Linked DNA regions of Mus musculus: region 1 is linked to region 2. A link is a contact called in public promoter capture Hi-C data. All regions are on one chromosome and are shown on one strand. Each heading gives the region's core, a stretch centred on a gene start, on an enhancer-like site or on the middle of the called end of the contact. The rest is flanking DNA. Distances are from core to core; before and after follow the strand shown.

Evidence for each region. Promoter capture Hi-C pulls out the DNA fragments that hold promoters and counts their contacts.
Region 1: a contact with region 2 is called in a promoter capture Hi-C map of pre-B cells, with 4 times the contacts expected there. The contact joins the promoter of Tbpl1 here to the promoter of Mthfd1l in region 2. A contact is called at or near these places in 2 of 39 promoter capture datasets (liver and pre-B cells).

What each region holds. Positions count from the first base shown.
Region 1 is chr10:22,728,256-22,733,292 of GRCm38.p6, forward strand. It overlaps Tbpl1 (TATA box binding protein-like 1), which reads right to left and starts at 3,192. Exons shown (of 7, transcript NM_011603.5): 1 at 2,861-3,192. It overlaps Mir7663 (microRNA 7663), which reads right to left and starts at 1,177; the gene lies at 1,117-1,177.
Region 2 is chr10:3,971,163-3,976,161 of GRCm38.p6, forward strand. Mthfd1l (methylenetetrahydrofolate dehydrogenase (NADP+ dependent) 1-like) reads left to right here and starts at 1,913. Exons shown (of 28, transcript NM_172308.4): 1 at 1,913-2,316. The coding sequence starts at 2,093.

The DNA.
Region 1 (5,037 bases), core at 1,942-4,441, about 19 Mb after region 2:
AGTGGCACCAGTCAAAAAAAAGGTGTGAAGTAAAATGGACAGAAACTTCAGGAAAATTTTATAGCTCAAATGTCAGCTAAAAATCTTGACACTAAAAGCTTTAATTTGGAAACATGGTTAACTTTCTACTCTAAACTCTTCCAAAATCAATTTAAACTTACTCTTCATAGTAATAATTTCATCACATGGTTGCTGATGCAACAGAAAGAAATTAGTCACCAAGGTTACTTACTTGGTGTTTAAAACATCCTCATGTCTATTCAACGACATTATACAGAATTTGCTACCTTTTAAATAATGTCACATTTCTGATGAGAAATGAAATTTCAAAATATTCAGTTGTGTCCCATGATCTGTTGTACATTATAGTGAATTCTGCACACTTCTCACAGATATACCCACAACATTTTTCATCAGACTATTTTTCATCTTAAGAAAAACATGTAGAAACCACTTCTGCACTTCCTTCAAAATTGCAAAATGTAATTTTTGTCAAATATTCAGACGTAAAATGGTAAGATAGGTGTTGAAAACAGCTTTAGACCAAGAATTACAAAAAAATAAATAAATAAAATTGTGTTCTGTTTATAACACACAATGGGGTCTGTAATATCTTTTTATCACCAAAAGTTACTGTCCATAGTAACAGTAGTACCACAAGGGCTTCTAAACACACCATTTATGAAGAGCTCAAGTATTTTCACAAGCTTTATTTCAATACAATCTTTTGAGTCAGAATGAATTTGAAGCTTAGCAGTTATCCTGAAATATAGAACATCTGACATGTCCACTCCAATTCTTCCACCAAAAAGGGTTCATATGACAATTCAACCAAGCACCATTAATGAAAAACATATATAAGCCTAGAGCATGTGCTGAAAGCTCCCTAAAGCAGGAAAAAAAAACACCTCAAAAAACCAAAAAGTATAAAAAAAGCACTTGTGATCAGGATACAATTAAGAGAACATGGAGTTCTGGGGCTAATACCATGGAAAGCCGAAAGTAGATTAATGAAAGTTAGATGCTAGAATTGACCCGTATTCAGGGACCACATGAGACTGCGGTCTCAGCAAACAGTCCAGGTGAAGTAAGACTAAAGGCAGCGCTGATGTGCGGGGAGCTCCTTATGATCCACACTGTGAAGAAGTCCCACGACAGTGGATGATCACCAAGCAGCCTCCACAGAACAGCCATATAAAAATAAGAAGCAAAGTCTCACCCTGGCTTCTAAAGTACTTTTTCATCTCAAGAGTTTTAAAACCTAATTTGATTCCAATGTTCAACTCTCCAGTTCTTTTAAAGGGAAGCCGCTCATCTTCTTGTCAACCTGGAAGTACTTCAGCTAACAACACTGGACCCCAGAGTCCCAGTTGGAAGCTTAAAATGAAACACAGGACTTTTTAAAATGTACCCTGCCTGGCTCCTCTTCACGAAACAACACAGCACTAGATCATTACAGCTCCTGGCACTCGTTTTGGGAGCACAAACTATACAAGAGGACTGGCAGTAACGGTGACATCCTTTTGCTTAGGAGAAGCAACTGAACCTGTGGTTGACATGTTGTCTATGTGATTATCAATCCTGTTTGCATCATTAATCTTCAACTGTATGAAAAGCCTTGCTCCTACTGACCATAAAAATGTTATCACCGTAGAACGTAACCTTTCCGGACCACAGACATACTTCACTTACTGATGGGAAGTTCAGTTTTGTTTTGTTTTTTGAGACACGTACTATTATACCCCTAAGCAGGCCTTGGACTCACGTTCTCCTGCCTCAGCCTCCCAGAGGCTGGGATCCCAGGCATGTGCCACCACACCCAACCTAATATGGTTTAGCAAAGTATAAAACCAGTGGTCTGTGATGCAAGGCTTTAGAACACAAACTGATGAATATTTCACGGGGCGTATCCAAACCCTAAATAATTCTTTCAATCAGACAGTGCTAAAAGTCACTTCTTGATTTGAACGGACTGCTGTTTTCTCAAACTTGGAAAGAGACTGCAAATTCTAGCCAGAAGATTGAATGCCCTCCTTATTTACATTTCCCTTTTTCAATTACCTAAGGGAATCTGTTATGGCTTCACACACAAGTCGCAATTCTAAGCCATTCTTCTTAACCACAAGTATGCCAAGCTCACACTAGTCACTGCCAGTCTCGCTCTGCAGGTGACAGATGCAGTAAAGCTCACAGATGTGGACTGGCTGCAGCTTGACACTCGGTGCAATGTACACCCTGGCAGAGCCTGCAGATGCACAGCTAGCTCAGCAAAGGGAGTGTTTTCTATTTCAGTCATTTCCCATTTTATATACTTCTAGGACCCGTCCAGACGATTATGAAGCGATTACCGCCCCCCACCTTCCCACCTCTCATCCCTGCTCAACCCTATTCACAATTCATTTCTATCTTCCCGCGTTCCAGATCCTTCTTGCCGAAGCTTAATTCGGCCACTACTATTATTATAGAGTGGGGCTCCCGGCAAGTGCCAGAAGCGAGAGGCGCCGGCGCCGCTATTTAGGGGAGCCTTCGCGCAGCTGCTCCAAGTTTTCCGAGAAGCCACCGACCCCTCGCTTAGTGTCACGGTCCCTCTTTCCCCCGGGAGCGGGCTCCAGAACCCGGTCCATCCCTGCCCGCCTTCCACCGCGAGGCAGGCGCGCCCCACCCCCACCCCGTTATCCCTACTGGGATGCCCGAGCCGCTTGGCCCGTCCTCTCCACTAGCCGGTGGCCCGCGGCGCTCCCGTGCTCGGGTCCCCGCCTCGCACAGCTTCCCCGCAGCCCAACCGGCGCGGAGACGCCCCGCGGCAGCTCCAGGCCCCGCGGGCCCCGCACCCCCATCCCCGGACCGCCGACGGGGTTACCGTGGGAAGACGGGGCGGTCGTAAAGGACACGGCGGCAGCGCTGCTGCTGGTTGCGTCGGACGCGGAGAAGAAGCTGGAGGACAAGGATGAAGATAAAACGGGTCCGCTCCCCAGTCTCCATGGAACTCCCGCCCAGGCCCGTTGCTAGGAGCCCCCCAAGGCTCGAGCTCGGTTTCTCGCTTTGTTGTTCCGGGTACAGGGCGGCCGCCGCTTCCCCCGCGACAATAAATAGACTAGACGCACGGGGGCATAGAGGCGGCACGAGGCGGCTAGAGCGCCGCCGGACCCAGGAGCTCCGGGGATCCCGGCTAGCCACTCACTTCCGGTTCTCGCTGCTCCCCTCTCCGCCCCAACCCCTAGCTCCTTCCGCCTTCCCGAAGCCGCTGGCGAAGTCCTCCTCCTGCCCGCGGGCTGGGCGAGGCGGAAGTGGCCGGAGGGCGCTGGGTACCCGGGCTGCGCTTCCCTGAGCTCGCCCGCCCGGGGTGGATTTGAAGCCCCCGGTTTATTTTCCAGCTCCTCGTTGGCGAGCAGCATGACACAAATGGGCTTTCATTTTCCTGTAAACCAGAACTGTGCCTGGCACCCAACCGCCTGTACCGACGAGCTCAGCTAGCAGCCACTGGGCCCTTAGTCGTGACCCCGGGGTGACGGGGATCCCGGCCTTACTCATCGAGGGCCCCCGGCGGCGTGGCGGGAGCAACAGGGCTAGCAGGACGCTGGCGACGCACACTCGCTGGCTTGAACGGCCGCACCGGGCGGAGTGCGCCCTCGGGATGGCTTGGGCCGTGCTGCCCGAGGAGCGAGGCTCATAACGGCCGGAGCGCAGCCGCCCGCGCGACCCAGCTCTTGCCCTTGTGGGCTCGCTCTGGCCGGTGGTGGAGGCCAGCGGGTTAAAGGTCACGTGAGCCGTTTCCTTAGGTGGCTTGGCCTCTGACTGGAGCCACTTGGCCTTTTGAGAATGACTTAGACTGTCATCACAGGGTTTAGACGTGCACACCTAGTAGGGAAGTTTAAGTATTTGAGGGATAGCCAAGGATGCCTCTTTATCTCTCCTCCCTACTCTTAAAGTGTGAAAACGCGCGCACAACACACACACACACACACACACACACACACAGCGCACTCGAACGTTTTAAAGCCCTGAAGGACAGATTTGCTTCAGTTCTCACTTTTATTTATTTATTTTTTTGAGCAATATTAAATAGGTGTACTTTGTGTGGGATAGGACGAACAAGAAGCTGGGTGAGAAAGTCATGCCTATGGTGACTGATTTTGACAGATTTAGAAGGGATGGCCCTGAGAGGAGAGGAAAAGAGGATGTTGTGGTCTGGCTACACTGGGGCTGGCTACACTGGGGCGTGGAGGTGTTAATAGGAATAGGGCATGGCGAGTATAGCTAGGAGAAAGTGACAAGATAAAGTTGGAGGGGAACGAAGACCCAAACTCATCTGCACCTTGCAGACAGGAGTTTGGATTCTCTCCCAAATGGAGAGCAACGGGGTATGGTTTAAAAAACAACAACAAAAAAAAAAAAAACAAAAAAAAAACAAAAAACAAAAAACCGATAACCAGAAAAAGCTCTATTTTTAGGGGCTACTGCCCTGTTTAGAAGGCAATTTTACAACAATGGCGACTGATTCTAAGGTCTTTGATACTTTCCTTCAGGCAGCCCAGCAGGATACCTGGAAAGTGCCCTCTACTTTGGGCTGCCTTTTGTTATAGCCAAGGAGCCTTCCTTATAGAATTGGATATAGTTGGCTTGCAAGTTCCACTTGCTGTGGTGCTGGTTTTGATTGTTAGCTGATTGGATTATTCTTTCACCCTAGATGATTAGTAAAGTGCACTTTTAAGTGTTCTCTGCGATGATAGCACCTTCAGAGACAACTGGATTGCTCTCAGTAGAGCCATTACAGTATGACAGCATTGTTACATGGAAATGAAAGGTAGGTGAGGCCCGCTGGGAAGAAGTAGGTCATGGGTGTGTCTTTAGCTGACATTGCTTGCCCTGATCCCTGCTTTCCCATTTCTTCCTGGAGGGTGATGGGAACTCTTGCTCCATGAACTACTAGCCATGATGGACTGGTACCTTAAACTAAACATCTTACTAACACTGTAGCACTGACAGCTAAAGAGGCAAGAGTTTTAGTTGACTTCACTGTAAAGTGGCCGTTCTCAA
Region 2 (4,999 bases), core at 663-3,162:
ACTTTGCATCCAAGCCCACCCACTGACAGCTCTGCTCTGCCTGAACTCCTCAGCCATCCATAGGCTGCTAATGTAGGAGATCCAAGAGTCTCCCTGACTGCTAGCGAGTCGCAGGAGGGTTAAACTACTATTCATATTCTGCTTCCTAAAGTCCCCTCTTTGGCCCAGACTCCCTTCTTGAGGGACAGGAGGCTTTACATATTTCTCCACCTGAACTGTCCAAAACTGACGTCATTTCCTCGGACCCCTCGTGCGCTCCTCCAAAGCACCCTCCCTATATGCAATCTTTCTCTGAGACGACTGGGATTCCTCAGTGGCCATTGGGCAACTGTCTTCTCCACTCTTCTCGTATGCACACCCCTCCCCGTCCTGATTGTAGCCAGCATGGTATGTCTACACACAAGCACAGTGACATCGTCCACCCAGCTGTCTGTGGTCTATCTCTCTACCTGCTTGATACTAGCCCTGAACTCACTGCTAAGAAGCATGAAGGGAGTTTACAAGCTCGTAAGTCAGCCTGCCTTGCTTTCCCAGGCTAGAGGTAAGAGCCTTATTATCTATCCCTGCAGGCAGAGTGAGCTTCACATTTCCCACAGCTCTTGTTCCTCTAGACGCACCACAGTCCTGGGAGATGTCGCACAGTATTGAGTTTATTCCACAGATGAGAAATGTTGTGTTTAGGGATCCCCAATCTAAAAGGGACATCTATCAAACCTGCCCTAATAAATGAATGGACATGGCCAGAAGATAGATTCCAATATCCCTTCCATGGGCTCATCTCTAAGGGCTTAAATTCCTCCATGTATAAGCTTCAACTCTTAAAATATGCCTCCATCTCCCAGTAACCAAGAGGGTGACCAGGTTTTTAATATATGGACCTTTGGGACACATATCCAACCTACAGCAGTGAGGAAGGCAGAGGATATCCTGTAAACACTGTCTGACTCAACCTCATCGTAGGCACTTTTCATAGGGAGTAAGTTTCTGTGGCTCCAAGTTCCAACTAGATGTGTGTATTTTTTTTTTTCTTAAACTTTTTACCCTCTTTGGAACCTGCTTGTCCATGCATTTCAAAAACATGGCCCCCGTGTGTCAGTGAGGTGGCTCAACAGGTATAGTCACTTGCTGCCAAACCTATGAAGTTGAGTTCTATCCCTAGAACAATCCTTCTGCCCAGCACCTCAGCACGCCGCTGCTGACCCCAAGATAGAATCAGAGAACTGGTTTCTTCAGGTTGTCCTATCCTTTACTTGCTGCAAGCTCAAGGACACAAGTAAAACTTAAAAAGAGGAAGAGGAGGAGGGCACGTGGAATTGGGCAAGCTCACAGCTCTGCCAGCAAACCAAATGACTTCTCTTGATCGCAGGTTCTCCTGGTTAGAAATCAGACGAATGGCGTTCCATTTCTTACATCTGTTGGGGTTAATAAATATATCTTTCCAGCACACAAGACAGCGTGAGCACTCAAAAAACGGTCTCTGCCTTGCACAAATTCTACCCTACCTCATTTGTGGTCTACAAAGTTACTATGTTATTCCCACTAGCCTTGGAAATTATAAACTTGGAAGACTCAGTCCTAAAACCATTGACGTTAATCTGCTTAAGGCTACAAAACCAGCATTTGCATTGCAAACTCTAAGAACGACATTTAGCCCTAGGCCACCTCCCACGTAATAAACACTTCCTTCTGAAGGTCTAAACTGGACTTAGGACCACTACCTCCTGAGGAAAGTGAGCTGCATTATGAAGACCAAGGGTGGCATCAGGTTTTGAGGCAGAAGGGCTGGCCATACAATCTCAGGGCAAGGGCTCAGCACCACGCTGATGCCCCACCTCCTATGCCTTGACTTTCTGGCAACTCCAACCAAAAGCTTCACGTCCGCTGGCCCCCGCCCTGTTAACGTCACGGCCACTTGGTACAGTGCCCCCTAGGGGCCTCAGTTCCTCCCACGAGGAAGAGTCTAGTCTTTCCTGCTGCTGGCCCTTTACTGTGCCGCTTGGCTCTCTGGTGCCTCCCACGCCAGCCCGGGGAAGAACTTGCAGCCGCATCTCGGCGCCTGGGGATAACCAGTCACCCCGCACTCTGCAGCAGCATGAGCGTCCGCCTCCCTCTCCTGCTTCGCCAGCTCGGCCGCCAGCAGCTGCCCTCGGGCCCGGCGTGTCGCCTCCGTGAGCTGTGTCGCTCAGGCAGCAGAAGCAGCAGCAGCGGAGGTGGTGACCCCGAGGGGTTACGCGGGCGGCGGCTGCAGGATGGCCAAACCTTCAGCAGCCATGGCCCAGGCAATCCGGAAGCCCCCGGGATGGACTCCATCGTCAGGTGAGTGTCCTGTTTGTCTACAGGCAGGTCCCTAGCCAGGGACCCAAGGACCCAATGGCACTCTCGGCCGCTGGGAGACCCGAGGGACCGTTCGTAGGGCGGGAAACAGAGAATGCTTGGTTCCGACTTGCTAGAGACGCCTTGCGATTGGCAGAGAGGGCGTGGGGGCGAAGGGGAACGTCCGGAGTATGGGACCCGGTAGATGAGGGCATCCCCCCCAGCCGGCGCGCGCCTCACGGACCGCACGCCCCGCTCCACGTGCACCGCCCGCCTCCGGCTCTGATGCAACCGCGCCGGGCGTGGCGCCGACAGGAAAAGGGCGGTGCGGCCCTGGGCGGGAGAGAAGCAAGGAGGATGGCCCTACAATCCCGCCACTGCTGATGTCCCACTACTGAAGGAGGGGCGGGCTAAACCCCTTGCGGAAGCCCTCTAGGTCTAGGCGTACGGTCCGCTCCGGAGCATCGCTGCTCAGAGAGCACACAGGTTCCGGTGCAGCAGTATCTGGAAAGTTCATTCTATATCCGGTGGTGATCTGAGCAGAGTCATCTGGTCAGACCCTATAGTGAGTTTGCTAGGCCACTGCTGTGCAGAGGCACCTACCTGCAAAGGGCGGGAAAGCCCTTTTCTGCTTTGATTCCCAACTGGGGCTATGGAAACAAATGAGCAAAAATAATCTGCCCCCAGGGGCTGTCACACATATATCCCGCAACAAGTAGTCATTATTTTTACAATAAACTAAACTAAGCTCTACAAACTTGGTGTAATGAGCATGACAGTAAATACTTAAGGTTCAGTGAACTAAAAAGCAGAATTTAAAATGTTACATGGGTACGTTTGTAATAAGGAAAAACGTTCTCACAGTTTTTTGATAAAATCCAACATTTTATGGACACTGACATTTCAATTTCATGTGGTTTTCACGTGCTATGAAGTATCCTTATTTCTGTTTTTCTACCAGTTGTTTAAAAATGGAAGCTCAGGCTAGGGAGACTGCTCAGTTAAGTACTGAGTAAAAGTACTGGCTGGGGGAAACATGAAGACCTAAGTTCCATCCCCAGTACCCATGTGGGCATGGTGGCATACTCTTGACATCCCAGTCCCTGAGAGGCAGAGAAGGTCAGATCGTGAAGCTCACTGGCCAGCCCACACAGCATAATCCAGACCAATGACAGGTCCTGTATCCAAAATTAAAGTGAGCAACTGTTGAGGGACAGCATCCAGAGTTGACCTATGGCGTGTACACACAACACACATGCATCAGAACATGCATCCTTGAATATATAAGTAAAAACATATGTGTGCATGCACGTGTCCTTAGCTAAATGGGTGGCTCTGCTTCAGAACCAGAGGTCAGTGCTTAGGAATCGGATGCCTTCCTTCTGCAGTGTGCCTGTGTCACTGGGTGTGTGAGCAGGGACAAGCTATTGGTCTTACCATGTTCAACTGCAAATGGAGATCATAATGCCACCTACTTCAATGAAGCAATTCTAAGATTTATACTAACCCAGCAATCTGAATGTGTGTGCTGGAGACAGTCTGGGAGATCCAGTGGTCATGTGAGCTTGAAACCCAGAGTCTTATTACTGAAAAAGAGGAGTTGGGAAGACTATCTGGAGGAAGCAGCTGGGGTCGGCTTTATTTTCACAGCTATTCTGTAACATGTATCTGATAATGGCCAAAGCAAAGAGTTTTAAAACAGCTCTCCACTTCTTTGACCATGGACCCTTTCTCTAAACACTTCTGGCTGTCTTGTGTGGAGATGTCTGTAGAGAGTCGGCTCTGTATTCCTAGAAGGATCCTTTTACCTATGAAAGGGCTGAGAAGTTAAATGAGGACTTTAGTTAACAAGTGCTCTCGGCATTCTGCATCGGGGATGAGGATGAGTGTGCATTGATGATTTTCTCCTGTTTTCTCCTACACTTGGGTGTGGTCACAGCTAGCCTCAGGGAGAATGAGGAGAAATACAGTTGTTAGAACAAGGCAGCTTTGTGCTGAGCTCCTAGGCTTAATGCAGTTAGCCAGGCGGAGGTGACTAAGCCGGTGGTAGAGGCAGAAACTGTGACAGTATCACTAATAGGGGTCACGGTAGTGCAGTATCACTAATAAGGGGTCACGGTAGTGCCGAGCTAAGCTTAAACCTTTACCCACCTGTCTTCAGTAATAGGAAAATTTGAATTTTAGCTACACTGTTCCCAGTCAGAATTGAAGTTTTCTTTCCCAAGGGCATAGACTCATCTTTGGAAACATTTCTGCTACTTTTTGGATGTTTGGGGCCTAGGAATGTTCCCGTATTGTTTATCGCGGCAGGCATCACAGCAAGAAATGGAAACAACATGTGGCCAGTTGTGGGTGGCCAATTATTGCCTTGTTGAGCCCCTTTGTGTAGCTATAACTTCTTTCTGCCCCTTACTTCAACTATTTTAGGTCGGTTTATTTCTATTCTGTGTGTATGGGAGTTTGATCTGCATGTATGTCTGTGCACCAACAATGTGCCTGTTGCCCTCAGAGGCCAAAAAAGGAGGCATCTAAACCTCTGGAACTGGAATTACAGATAGTAGTTAGCCTCTATGTGAGTGTTGGAACTGGAACAGTGGCCCTTTAGAAGAGCAAGTAATGCCCTTAACTGCTGAGTCATTTCTCCAAGCCCTTGACAGCTAACTTAAACCAAGTGATAATTTGTCTA